Regions from separate parts of the Sus scrofa genome. Here all the other regions are linked to region 1. A link is a contact called in public HiChIP or PLAC-seq data. All regions are on one chromosome and are shown on one strand. The core of a region is the stretch at or near the end of the contact, and the rest is flanking DNA. Distances in the headings are between cores, read along the strand shown.

Evidence for each region. HiChIP or PLAC-seq counts read pairs in DNA pulled down with a chosen protein or histone mark.
Region 2: a contact with region 1 is called in an H3K27ac HiChIP or PLAC-seq map of alveolar macrophages. The contact joins two enhancer-like sites. A contact is called at or near these places in 7 of 47 Hi-C or Micro-C datasets (alveolar macrophages, embryonic fibroblasts, epiblast stem cells and 2 more) and 2 of 2 datasets of contacts at active chromatin or transcription factors (alveolar macrophages and skeletal muscle).
Region 3: an H3K27ac HiChIP or PLAC-seq map of alveolar macrophages shows a contact between it and region 1. The contact joins two enhancer-like sites. A contact is called at or near these places in 1 of 5 promoter capture datasets (fetal liver), 25 of 47 Hi-C or Micro-C datasets (adipose tissue, alveolar macrophages, blood and 13 more) and 1 of 2 datasets of contacts at active chromatin or transcription factors (alveolar macrophages).

What each region holds. Positions count from the first base shown.
Region 1 is chr12:46,684,636-46,689,160 of Sscrofa11.1, forward strand. No RefSeq gene overlaps it. Among named protein-coding and RNA genes, the nearest start is that of BHLHA9, 43 kb to the left of the region's middle. Within about 2 kb of position 2,221, at least 14 of the 83 cell types and tissues checked have an H3K27ac peak or open chromatin away from gene starts, as enhancers often do. A contact at or near this core is called in alveolar macrophages, where this site is marked.
Region 2 is chr12:46,778,147-46,782,575 of Sscrofa11.1, forward strand. It overlaps a transcript of ABR not described here. Among named protein-coding and RNA genes, the nearest start is that of ABR, 32 kb to the right of the region's middle. Within about 2 kb of position 1,360, at least 13 of the 83 cell types and tissues checked have an H3K27ac peak or open chromatin away from gene starts, as enhancers often do. A contact at or near this core is called in alveolar macrophages, where this site is marked.
Region 3 is chr12:46,799,642-46,803,594 of Sscrofa11.1, forward strand. It overlaps a transcript of ABR not described here. Among named protein-coding and RNA genes, the nearest start is that of ABR, 11 kb to the right of the region's middle. Within about 2 kb of position 1,275, at least 14 of the 83 cell types and tissues checked have an H3K27ac peak or open chromatin away from gene starts, as enhancers often do. A contact at or near this core is called in alveolar macrophages, where this site is marked.

The DNA of each region.
Region 1 (4,525 bases), core at 971-3,470:
GGTCACTTGAGAAGTCACTTGGCCACCAAGAAGCGCCCATTAGGAACCCAGCCGCCCCTCATTCACCCTGGGTGCAGTTTGCACCGTGGCTTGTTGCCAGGCAGATGGCAGATGAGGATCACCCTTGTTTCCGAGGAGATAAGGGAGGGGTCGAGTATGCAAAAGCAACTTCCTCTGCCTTGAGGAGGAGAAAGAATGAAACTGAACTCTTGGAAATGGGCGAGCTCTTTGAAGACCCTTAGCTCAACCCAGAACAGACATTTTTCTTTGCCAACTCCTCTTCTCCTGTCAACACCACCCTAATTTCTCCTAGGGGAATTAACCCTTCCCTGGTTCTCAGCCCTGTGGTTTTGATCCAGTTAACCCCCCCCCCCCAGTACCAGGGATGGAGCCCGATCAGCTACAGTGATTAGATTAAAATGGATAAGAAAAAAGGAAACGTTTGCTGGAGCTTCTGGGAAGGAAAAGCCCCCTTATTTGAGGGAAGTATGCAAATAAGGAAGGATGTGGCCGCAGGAGTGCCTGGCAGCCATTTTGCCACCATCAGGGAGAGCATGCCTGAGATTAAAATACATGCTGAGGATGCTGAGAAACCAGCAGAGAGAAGTTGAGTCCTGGGCTCGTTGTTTGAGCCTCAGTTAAGCCTTAAGTCAGCCCCATCTCTGAACTGTATTTACCTTTATTTTTTAAAGCCAATTCAGGTTGGATTTTATGTTACTTGCAACATAAAGTTGTCCAGCTAACCCAGGCTTCCATAGTCAACGCTACAGGAAATATCAGTCTTCCAGTGAGAGTAAGTTGTTATAGCTGTTTCTGTGATGTGTTACTGGATGTTTCGCAGAGGGTAAGGGCAGGAGGATGGAAAGCATGCGAAGAGGGAGGTTGGTGTCTGTCCTGAGGGAGTGAGAGTCCTTCCTGAAGGCTCCGTATTCAGGAGGGGAGTTGCTATGCCCCAGGTAATGGCATTAGGGCGATCCGTGTATAAACTGGAGAAAGAGGAAAAGTTTGTCTCAATCTGACCTCCCCCTATTAGTCTCATTTCCTCTATGAAATGAGGATGTTGGATTTGGTGAGCCTCCAGCATTCTACATATCTTTGTTTCTGTAGAAGGAGCATAGACCTCAGAAGCTCACATGGCTGAGATCCGATCCTGCTAACATCAGCCCAGCAATGTCAAGTTACTTAACCTCTCTGAGCTTCGGTTTCCTCAGCTATAAAATAGGAATATTGACTGTACCTTCCACACAGTGATTTTTGTAAGGATCCAATGAAATACTATGCATGAAGATACTAGCACAGTGCATCTTCATACATGGTATGTGGTAAATACACTGCAAATATCAGCTCTCCCTACTCCATCCCACTGCCCTTCCCTGTAAGTACAGAACAAAGGGTGGCAACCTCTGGCCATCAGGCCAAATCTGGCTCCTGCTTTTGTAAATAAAGCTTTATTGGAACACACCTGTGCTCATCCATTTACACATTATCTATGGCTGCTTTCTAGCTCTAAGCAGATGCTTAAGTAGCCAGGACAGAGACTGTATGGCCCACAACACCTAAAATATTCACTGCCTGGCTCTTTACAGAATAAACTTCCTGATGTAGACAGAACATAAAGCCTGATCTAGCTTAAGGAACCTCAGTCACTATGTCGGCAGGGCGGGAAAATATTGGAAGATGTAATGTCTTAATGCTCCTTGAGTCTTTCATGCTGACTCTGGGGGCTGTGGGGGTCTCAAAGGAGAATAACCCATGGCAGGAAAAAAAAAAAAAATCCCAGGGAAATAGTCAAACATGGTCCAGGATTCAGCAGTTGGGAAGAGGGCTGAAAGGAAGTTGTCTCTCTAGATATCACACACCACACACACACACCACCTGCTACAAGGAAGTGACCAGAGATTTTTTTTTTTTTTTTTAAGTTAGAAAAAAAAGGTAAATGTTGCAATAGTTCTCTGGGTTCTGCTGACAAGAAACTTCCTTTGGGGCGGTATTTTTCAGTGGGTGTGGCATCTGGAAGGGCTCATGGGCATTGGTTGATCACGGGATTCTTGGGCGGCCCCACCATGACCGTTTGGAATTGAACTTAAGGCCCCAAGCAGGTAACCTGACCCACCGACCTGGGCGATTTAGGGTTTTCTCCGCACCTGTAACTGTCTCAGGAAGCGGCACACCCCACCCGGCTATCCGTTGCTCTTCTAAGTGGCACCCCCCACAGTCACTCACTGTGACTGTCCCTGCAGATTAAGTGCAGTTTGCACCCCCCGAGCTGCCTGGCCGTCTCCACAGAAGACACCATCGTTGGTAACTCTGCTGCTGCCCCAATAGAGGGACACCTGCTGCTGAACGATGTGTCATTTTTCCTGCCCCCTTTTCACCTGGCATCTAGTGGACACACAATATTACGTTCGTTTCAGGTGGTGGTGTTTTCTTAGCAAGACATACCTTGTTGAGTGAGTCCAGGGCCCTGTCTGGGTAACAAAAGACCTCAAGGCACTTTGTTTGTTTGTTTGGGGTGCTGTTTTTAAGCCTTTGCTCTGTGAGAGAAGCTCACGTCTGTGTACCCCCGGGTTCTCGGGCTGGAGATCGCTCCCCCCCTCCCCCGCAACCCCATCACCCCTCCCCCCAGACGTTGCGTTAATTGACTTGCTCTTTCTCCTTCACTCTTTTCCCTTCTTCCTCTCACTCTTAGAAACACCGAAACTGTGTGCTTCCCTGAAGGCGGGTGACGATCACACCGCCTGCCCTGCCCTCAGCTCCTCCAGGGTCTAGACGGGCTGCTTTACCTCTCGGGCTGCCCTCCAGGGCTTCCTGTGCTTAGGAGCTGGTGAGCGGCTCAGGTGTTCCCCCTCTTGTGACCCCAGAGAGAGGCCTGCTGGGGCGGATTAGAACTCAGATGGGAGTGCGTGGATGGCTCCAGGAGCGGGTTCTCGCTTCTAAACCAGGAACTGTCAGGGCATGGAGGTGGAAGGGGTTCCAAAACCTTGCCTTCAACCCTGGAAGGGATTTCTACTCGTTTTAGGCTGGGGAGACCGAGGGCTGGAGGGCAGCGTGGTTCCCCAGCTGGCTCCCAGTAGCATCAAGCGCTAGGTCCTCTTTTCCACATCAAGTGGTAGAGCACGCATTACTAGGATGCGGCTGCCTCCAGCACGAGTGAGGGCGGGCATTTGGTCTGGCTTTTCTCGGAATATGGTCTTTCTCATGAAAGATACATGCGCGTGGGGCCGTGACCGACATCTCTCGTTCCGTTTCCATCACAGGATGCCAGAGCCAGTGGGGCAGTGATTCCCAGAACCCGCCACAGGTGGGTGGTCCGTGACATGACTTCAGGTGGTACCCACTTTTTTTTTTTTTTTTTTTTTTGTCTTTTAGGGATACACCGGCGGCATATGGAGGTTCCCAGGCTAGGGTCGAAACGGAGCTATAGCCGCCGGCTACGCTAGAGCCACACAACGCGGGATCCGAGCCATGTCTGCGACATACACCACAGCTCATGGCAGCGCCGGATCCTTAACCCAGTGAGCGAGGCCAGGAATCGAACCTGTGTCCTCATGGTTGCTAGTCGGGTTTCTTAACCACTGAGCCACGACAGGAACTCCCCACTTCTTAACGCATGTATGTCAGTATTCACTGGGGAATTATATACGTAGACACCAAATCTGTTCATGTTTATCTTGCTTGTATATGACTACCTAAGAGGGGGCTTGGTAACCAAAATATATTCAATTAAAAAATAGTGTGGTGGTTTGTTAATTGGGGAAAAAAAAATACTAAGCAGATGGCTGAAGTTCAGGAGAATACCAACAATTTAGGGGAAGAAACTTAAACCAGGGACTTGCCGGTGTTGGAAAAATACACCCCTCAGCTTCCTTAATCACCAAAGAAATGCAGAATAAAACTAGAATGAGAAACCGTTTTTTCACCTTTCAGTTTGGTAAAGATTGTAAAGTTTGTTCTCACTTTGGCAGCATATGATACTAAATTTAGAACGATATGGAGAAGATTGGCATGGTCCCTGGGCACAGATGGCATACAAATTAACGACCAATCCCGGAAGGCTGTTGGAAGAGTAATCAAATTAGTATTATTGGGAACAGGGGCTCTTTTTTGAGGAGGAAAAAAGAGATCTTTGAGAGTAAAATTCTGTCATCCTGAACATTAATTGGAAAACTAAGTATAAATTTATGACATAGTTTAAATATATATATATATATATTTCCTACCTTCCCCCTGAAAAGATCCATAAATAATGACCAGCCCAATAGCGATAAACACCTCGAATACCTTGACTGAGGCCTCCAAATGCCTCTGCCCACTGAAAAGAACCAGAGCTCTTTGGAGAAATAGTTAATTTTATGTCTGGGATGGGAAATGATGAGATAAGCCTGAAATATCTTAGCAAACAAGAAGGCAACAGAACTACCTGCTAGAGTGATGTCAGAAGCCCTCCGAAGTCAATTTGAAGAAGCTCCCCCTGACCAAAGATGGGACGATTTGAACCTCCAGAAGGATAGTAACTACAGTGAAC
Region 2 (4,429 bases), core at 110-2,609, 93 kb after region 1:
TGAACTTTCATTGATCTATTTACCTCCATCTCTAACAGTTTGCCGTCTCTGCCCATCTGCTCTCGGCAGTCCTGGAGGCTCCCACCGGAAGTGTTAAGGGGACATCCCACAGCTGAGCGCCATCTCCCAAGTGGCCCCTGGAGTTAATCACTTTGCCCATCTGTCAGGGTGACCACTGGGCGGGCCCCGATGTGACCGGCCCCCGAGGGCACTCGCAGGAAGGTGCTATGGAGACATGCTTTCCCTCCCCACCTGCACGCCTGCACATCTCCTCCCAGTGCAGGGTGCAAGGTCCCAGAGCAGGACCTGTTTGTGCCAAGGCCCAGCTCCTGATTGGGTGGATGCCCTCGATGCGGGAGGGGGTGGGGGAAAGCATAGGGCGGGAGGTGGCTGCTGGGACGGAAGGGAGCAGGCCTGCAGGAGGGGGAGCATTCTTGGCACTAGAGGCATCTTCACCAGGACGGCGGCCTTGGGAGGGAGAGCCTGCATCCATGGGTAGGCACTGGGAGGCTAGAGAGGGCCGCTGGCATCACCAGGCTCTTACCCTAATGTGGCTTCCTCCCCTGTTTTCTTAGTGTGTGTGTGTGTGCGTGGGTATGGGTGTGTGGGTGTGTGTGTGGGTGGTGAGTGGGTGACCTGGCCCCCCCTCCTTTCTGGGGGCTTGTTCCTTCTGTTTGGGGGACCTGTGTGCTTTAAGAGGTTGAGGCCCTTGGCTGGTATGTTCTTGGCATAGGACTGTTGTCTCACATCGACTCCAGCCGGCGAATAAGACTCCCCAGGGCAGCCAGAGACCCTTGCAGAGTGGGGTGGAGATCTGGGAGGATGGGGGTCCGTGTACCTTGGGGACATTCTAGTTTGCAGGGAGTTCCGGGTGTATGGGTGCTTTAGTGCAGTTCAGGCAGGAACACAGTCGAGCAGAGAACAGTGAAGTTAGTTGTACCTGTCGAGTTTGCAGGGTGGGGCTGCCTGTGGGCAGGGGGACATGGGGGTGCTTAGCTGGTGGGGTGCTGACTCAGAAGGGGAGAAGGGGGCCACGTGGTAGTGGAGAGGCCCATGGTACAGTCTGGCCCTGCCCCCTCCAGCTCTCCTAAGTCTTTGGAGGTGAATCTTCCAGTAGTGGCAGCCACTGCAGTGACACCATACTTTTTAGGGACCCAGGAGGTCTCCTTTCAGGGCCACCTTCCTTAGATCGCTAAGAGCAGGACTCGGGGAGAGCAGAGATCGCTGTAGGGTGAGTGCCCTTCTCCTCCCTCCTCAGTTGTTCTCCCCACTCACCCACCCCTGAGTGGGAGCAGAGCGGTGTGAGCCGAGTTGAGTTGCTCACTGCCTGAGAATTGCATCAGCCCCGCCTGGCAGGCTGGAGCGGGAGCCTGTTGCTATGGTGACCACTAGGCTTCAAACCAGTGAGAAGGATGAGTTAGTCTCAGGGTGTGGTTTTCTCGCCTTGTGAGGCTGTCTTGTGATAGGCACACGGGGTCTGTATTCCCAGCCCTTCCACGGGGAGATGTGTCATCTGCTCAGGTGGGCATGATGGGCAGCTGCTTCAAAAACCATGTGGGCACCGACCAGGCTGGGCATGTGTGACAGAAGCCACAGTTGGCTCCCTCCTGCCTCGTTCTGGGGGCCGTGGGTGATTTGACCAAGTAAACCAGATCCTGGGGGAAGGGAAGGAACGAGGATGCAACCTGTCACCCAGAACAGAGAGCTGCTCTGAATTCAAGCCAGTAAAACCTGTCCAGGCTGCATGAGTTTTGTTTTTGGTTTTTTTTGTTTTTTTCCTAAACCACCTGACAGAGCTCATCCTTGCTGAAGATAACAGCTGCTTAACCATGCCAGCACTGTTCAGATCATTCCTCTCACATTTTGCTTGCAATGGGAAAGGAGGTAGAGAGTCCACAGTCTAGCCACAGTGAGCATGTTCTGTGTACTGGGCACCGCCCTGGACACGGCCCCATCACTTTCTCAGCTCACCTCCACACTGGGAGTAGGGGAGGCTGGCCCCGTTCTGCAGGGGAGCAAGCCCTGGGACCAAGAGGGTCTAAGTGACCTGCCCAAAGGGTTAAACCTAAGGCTCTGGGCTTCGTGTCCTGTGTGCCTTTGGATACTAGATGCCCCTAGAAACAGGAATTCTTAGGTTGTCCAGTAAAGAAACACACTGTACATCTTCTAGTGGAAAAATCTTGACAGTCTCTCTCCCCAGAGAAAAACACAGTTTCTCTGTGGGGGAGTGGTTGACTAGAGCTATTTCTGATTTCTGAACGGAAAGAATGAGCGATGTGGGCGTCACCTGCGGACAGAGGAAAACCCGGGAAGCAGTTGGTGAGGTCTGGGCATTGACAAAGCTCAGACCTGGTACAGAAACAATCTGGGATTTCTGCCTGGGGCCCCCTAGGGGTAAGCACCAATTGTCAGTTGAGTTCTCAGCAGAGGAGGCGGGAGGCTCTGATGAGCTGGTCCTGGTAATAGGTAGAACCAGAGGAGACCTGGGGTGTAGGGAGAGCCTGAGTGTCATAAGCCCTGACTTGCTGAGCTTATGAGGCACAGTAACGAGAGTTAATACTCAGATGGTACCATCACTCTTCTGAGTGCATATATTACATGTATTTACTCTTCATGCTCCCAGAAACCCTGGGAGCTTGGTTGCTATTTTTCCATTTTGAAAATGAAACAGAGGCACAGAGAGGTTGAGTGACTGGCTCAGGGTCACACAGCCGGTAAGAGGTAGAGCTGGGGATTCAAGCCCAGGCAGTCTGGCTCTAGAGCTTAAGTCCTTAACCAAAGTGTTCTACTATCTCTGCTTGTATCTTCTAGAAAGATGACAGTGAGTTAGCTTGTATGGCGTACCAGGAGGAGTGTGTGTGTGCATTCCCATACATGCCCATGTGTGCATGAGCACACACACACACCAGTATACTGGCAATGGGAGGGAAGGCTCATGGCTGCACTTGTGAGCTGCTTTGTGTTGGTGACTGTGCCCTCTGTATTTGCGGCCCTTTGCGTGAGGGCCCCTCCCTTTATGTTTCTCAGGAGGCTGGATGCTCTCCCCCTCTGGTGTGGAGCTGTGGAGGCTATTGCTGCAGGCCTTGTACCTGGAGTGCTTGCCTAACCGGTTGAAGGGCCCCAGGCTCCCAGAAAGGAGCTGGGATCTAGGGCTGAGAGTGGACAGGGGCCCCGAAGGAGCAGGTGGGAAACGAGGGAGCACAGTTGCATGTGTTGGGGAGCCATTCTCTTGTGCCTCTTTCTGTGCTTAGGTCACCCATGTGCTACCCACACAACAGGCACCTGCTTCCAGACGAACTGGGCTTCCTCTCCGTGTCTTCCCTAGGGCCGTGATTGCGGGGAGAAATAATTAAGATAATAATTTTAAAAAACGACGAAATCAACAAAAACAATTAACCTATTTACTGCCTGGCAGGCACTATTCTTAGTGCCTCTACTTGAACTAACTCATTTAACTATCATAAAAGCTCTATAAAATAGTTTTATTATTGTCTTCATTTTATAAAGGAGGCTGCTAAGGCACAGAGAGGTTAAGCAAGTTGCCCCAGGTCACACAGATAAAACTGGGATTTGAGTTCAGGTGGCCTGGCTCCATCCAGAGCCAGTGCCGTCGAAGCAGAGTACATGGCTTTGTCCTTTCATGACTCCTAGGGGAAGCCTCCAGACCTTGTAACCCTTTTCTGCCCGGAATTCAGAATCTTGCTTTTATTTTCCTGAGAGACTGGGTTGTGCTCACTTGCCTGCTCACAGGTCCTGCGCATAAGATGTAGCCTCTGACATCAGCCAGGTCCTGGTTTATTATGGGATGTGTGCCTCTTCTCTTACGTCCAGATGCTCGGGCATGGAAAGGACGTTTCCAGGAGCTCTCCTGCGAGCAGAGGTTAATTGGCTGTTGCTGCTCTGGTCTCATCCCGCCAGTCTGCCTGCACACAGGTGGTTCCAGTGTCAACACCTGGGGCAGGGCGGGTCCCTCCATCTCTGTAGGCCCTGCCGCCTGTCTCTCTCCTGTCCCTCTGACCTGTGGCCCTTGTTATGAGGGCCAAGATGAAATATCTCTTTTACCTTTCCACCCCCCTCGCACCCCTGGGCCATGTCTGGTCCTGAGCTTGATTCTTGGGAAAGGCTGCCTTCCTGTGGGAAGGCTGGCATCTCTTGCTGCCAGGTGGAAAGATGGAGGCGTTTGGAAGGTGGCACAGGGGTAGGGATAGAGCCAGGGAGAGGGGGTGACCTGCGGGAAGTTTCACATCCAGCCATGACCCCTGGGGTTCTACATGTTCCCCAAGACATTGCCATTGCCACTGGCGGGTTGAACTTGTAGCATGGGAAGGAGTATTGGAATTGAAGCTGACAAATGCCTGGCAGCCCCTACCTAGGGCAGAGCCAGGCTTGTCTTGTGCCAAGAAATTGGCAGCAAAACAGAAATGAGTTT
Region 3 (3,953 bases), core at 25-2,524, 110 kb after region 1:
TTGTGGGGTTGGGGAGGGGTGCTTGAATTGTTCAGTCCTGCTTGGTCAAGGGGCTTATCCAGTTGTGTTTTGTGAGGGGACCCCTTTCTTCCCTCTGATGCCCTCGAGGAGCAGTCACTGAGATGCCCTGAGATACTTGTTTCTCCCCTGCTCCAGCCGGGGGGCCGCCTGGACTCTACCATTTCTTGAGAACCCCCTGCTTCCCTCCCTCTCAGCCTCCTTGGCCACCCTCCACCCCTACGCAGAGCTCTCACCCCCTCTTCACACACCGGGGTGGCTGTTATAGCCTTTGGCAACAAGGGCCTTGGCAACCGGCTTCCCACATGGGGGAAGCCACGTTGTTGCCATGGCAACAGAGGCCTCGGCAGAGCTTATCAGCTGGCAGACGGTGCAAGTTTGGGAAGGGACGGCCGGGGGCAGGTGGGAGATGGAGGTGATGGGTAAGGGTGTTGGTCAGTTTTAGGTCCCTCACCCCAGCCGGCGTTCTGGGGTGTTGTCCTGTCATCCTAAGGAAGGGTGGCAGGGGACAGACAGCCATCTTGGATGTGCAGGGCAGAATTCTTGCTGCCGATGGAGGGGAGGTTACTCTGGGACCTGAACTGGAGCCACCCAGGAAAACTCTTGCTTCCTGTTTCTGCCTTTGGGTCTCTGACCACAACAGGGCTTAGAGAGTATCCGGGAGACCCAGCTATTGCCCTTGTGAGCAGGTGCAGAAAGAGACGCTATAGGACTGAACACAGCACCAGGAGGGCCAGCTGAGAGTTGAGAATGCGTGGCCAAATTAGAACCGCTTGCTAAAGGAAGAGAAAAGCCATTTCCTTGTCCCCTCCCTTCCTTCCTTCCTGCCCTGTGTCCTTCCCTCATCACAACAGCTCCTCGCTGGAGTGTTGTCCAGTGAATCCCCAGTGAGAGGTACTCCAGGTGCTTTCTCTAGTGACCTGGCTCACACACACGTGGAGAGGACCTGCTTGGGCTCTGAGCCTTCGGGGCAGGACCTTGCTTAACTACGTGGCTGCCCATTTTGCTTGGTGACTCACAAGGGAAGAACTGGTTTGAGGACTTTGAAGTCCAAGAGGTGCTACAGTGACAGCTGACCAAAGTGCTGGGGAACCCTAGGATTAATTGTTACACCATTGGCTGGAAGTTATATGAGGAAGAGGTGGGGAGTATTAATCCAACTTTGGGGATCCCAGAAGATTCTGGCCCCGTGCATCCCCTGACTGCCCTGAGTACTTTCCCTCCTGAGACGCATTACTGCCCTTTTTGCTGTGTCACTGGCCCCATCTAGTGGACTCAGCAGGTATTGCTGTTTACGCTGGGGTGCTGAAGAGCGGACCTCTTCCCATTTGGGGGCCGGTTTCAGTTTTGAAAAGAAAGAAAGCCAAGGTTTCTGCTACTTGGCTCTGCTCATTTGACCAGTCAGGTCCCCTCCCTTCCAGGCTTCCCATCGGGGCATTGGGATCCAAAGGGACTTTGGGACCAAATCAAATGATTGTTCTACATGTTCAGATATCTGGCCTTTGGCAGCTAGGCATTCCACCCTCAAATATGCAGCCAGCTTGTTCCTGGAAGTGCAAGCTTTGGTCTTTGAGTTAGGGTTCTCCAGAAAAAACGGAATCAATAGAATGCACACAGAGAGAAGGATCCATTTATTACAAGGAATTGGCTCACTAGATTATGGAGGATGAGACGTCCCAAGATCTGCAGTCAGCAGGCCAGAGACCCAGGACCACTGATGGTGTAGTTCCAGTCTGCGTCTAAGGCCTACAAGCCAGCCGAGCCAATGGTGGAAGTTCCAGTCTGAGAGCCAGCAGGCTCGGGCCCCAGGAAGAGCTGGTGTTTCATTTTGTGTCTGAGGCTGGAGAAGACCACTGGCACCAGCTCAACTGCCAAGAGGAGGAAGTCCCTCTTACCCTGCTTGTTTGTTCTGTTCAGGTCTTCAGGGGTTAGATGAGGCCCATCTCCATTAGGGAAGGCAATTAATTCAAGGGTTTATTTCATCCAGAAGCAACCTGACAGGCACACCCAGGATAACGTTTGGCCGAATATCTGGGCACCTGCGGCCCCATCAGGTTGACACATAAAACTACCCGTCGTGGTCTTACTGTCCCAGTAGCCTAGAGAATGGAAGGAACATGAGCTTTGGCTAGGTGAACACATGCCTCTCTCTAGCTGTGGGACTTTGGACAAGTGTCATGACCCCTCTGAGCCTCAGTTTCCTCATCTCTAAATAGGACTGAGCACCTCAAGGGCTGTTGGGAGGATGGACCAGGATGCTCAGGTGAGGCCTAGAGCATTGGGCCCGGCTCAGTGTGGGTCCTCTGTCTGTGGTGACCAAGGCCCACGAGACCCTTCTCACCAGCTTTTAGAGGAGTGGGGAGCCCAGAGCACTGCAGGGACCTGGTCTGATGAATATCTGCTGGACAGTGACCGTGTCTGCTCTTGCAAGTTCCTTTCTGGGATTGGATGCATCCTCCCAGGCGTAGCCCAGATGAAACCAGGTCTCTGCGGTGCTGGCAGGCACACGCCCCTCCTGCCTCACTCTGCTGCTCATGCCTTAGGTGCCGCAGCATGCAGCTCACTGCGGGGGGCTGGGGAGGGGGAGGAGAGCCCTGCCTTGCAGACCCTCTCTGTCCCCAAGCCCAGGCTGAGCACAGCTCCCTCTGGTGGCGCAGTTCAGCCATGAGGGCTGGTTCCCCCCCTGCCCTCCATCTCCCTGCCATCTCTGCGCTGACACGCGGGGCACACGTTCCTCCAAGAGGACTATGGTCTTACAGAAAAACATGCTCCCACATGCCACGGACACCTCTCACTCCCTCTCCGGAGGCTCAGTGAAAGAGGCCCTGAGGCAGAAGATCTGGGTGTCATCTCAGCACTTCCACTTTTTAGCTGTGTGCCCTGAGAGATGTCGCTCACCCTCTCTGAGCTCCAGTGCGCTCATCTGTAAAGGGAAGATACTGAGAACTCCCTACCTCCTGACCTCATGCAGCTGTCAGGAGGCTGCCGTGAGATGGCATTAGGCAGAACGCTGTGTAAATTGTATAGTCTGTACGTGTTAACACTGTACTAATAAAAGGTTGAACGGAGGGTTCAGACTCTAGCTGGCAGGAGACTCCAAAGATACGTGGGGGAAGAGTTGAAACGTTACCCTTGTCATCCTTCTCATCCCCCCCCCGCCACCCCACCCCACCCCGCCTCCTCCTCACAGCTACTTAGATGCACCCTGAGCCTTTTTCATGGGGTGTCTCATTTAAGGCTCCCCACTACCCTGTGAGGTAGGCACAGTGATCATCATTTTACAGTTGAGGAAACGGAGGCTTACAGAGGTAACATATTTGCCTAAGACCAGCCAGTGGGGCCAGCGATGAACTTAAACTTGGGACGTGCTGACGCTGGAGTCTGTGCAGTGTCGCCAGGTCTGCTCAGATGCCTCCTCCCTTACGAAGCTCCCCCGGTCCAAGGCTGAGCCCTTTGCTCTTGGGGGTGTGCACAGGTAGTTGTGGGGCACGTTTATAGCTGATCACCTCCGTGGCCCTGTCAGCAGCTCCTGGGCACCCAGGGGTGTTCACCCTATGTTCATGGAATTGAACCAGGTAGTACTGGGATGGCGAGGGGGCAGGAAGGGAGGGCAGATACGGTCACGGGGCGAAGCTGGAACGGATAGCTTCTCGCTTCCTCAGTCCCTTCTGAAGGCTTGGGGTTTTGGATATGAGGTTGCAGGACAGGGAGGTTGCTTCTAGGTGAAAGCTCGTGGAGAGCCGGGAGCATCTGAGATGGTGTCCCGGTCTGCTCCAGTTGGACAGTGTTCGAGGCCTGGGTTCAGGGGGTTGGTGCCTGCTCCTGATCTTATGCTTCTCAGGAGTTTCCAGCTGCAGGTAAAACCAGAGGCATCTCTCCGCAAGTTGCCGACCTCCTGTCTTAGCAGCTTTGCTCATTGCTCCCTTTCTGATCTT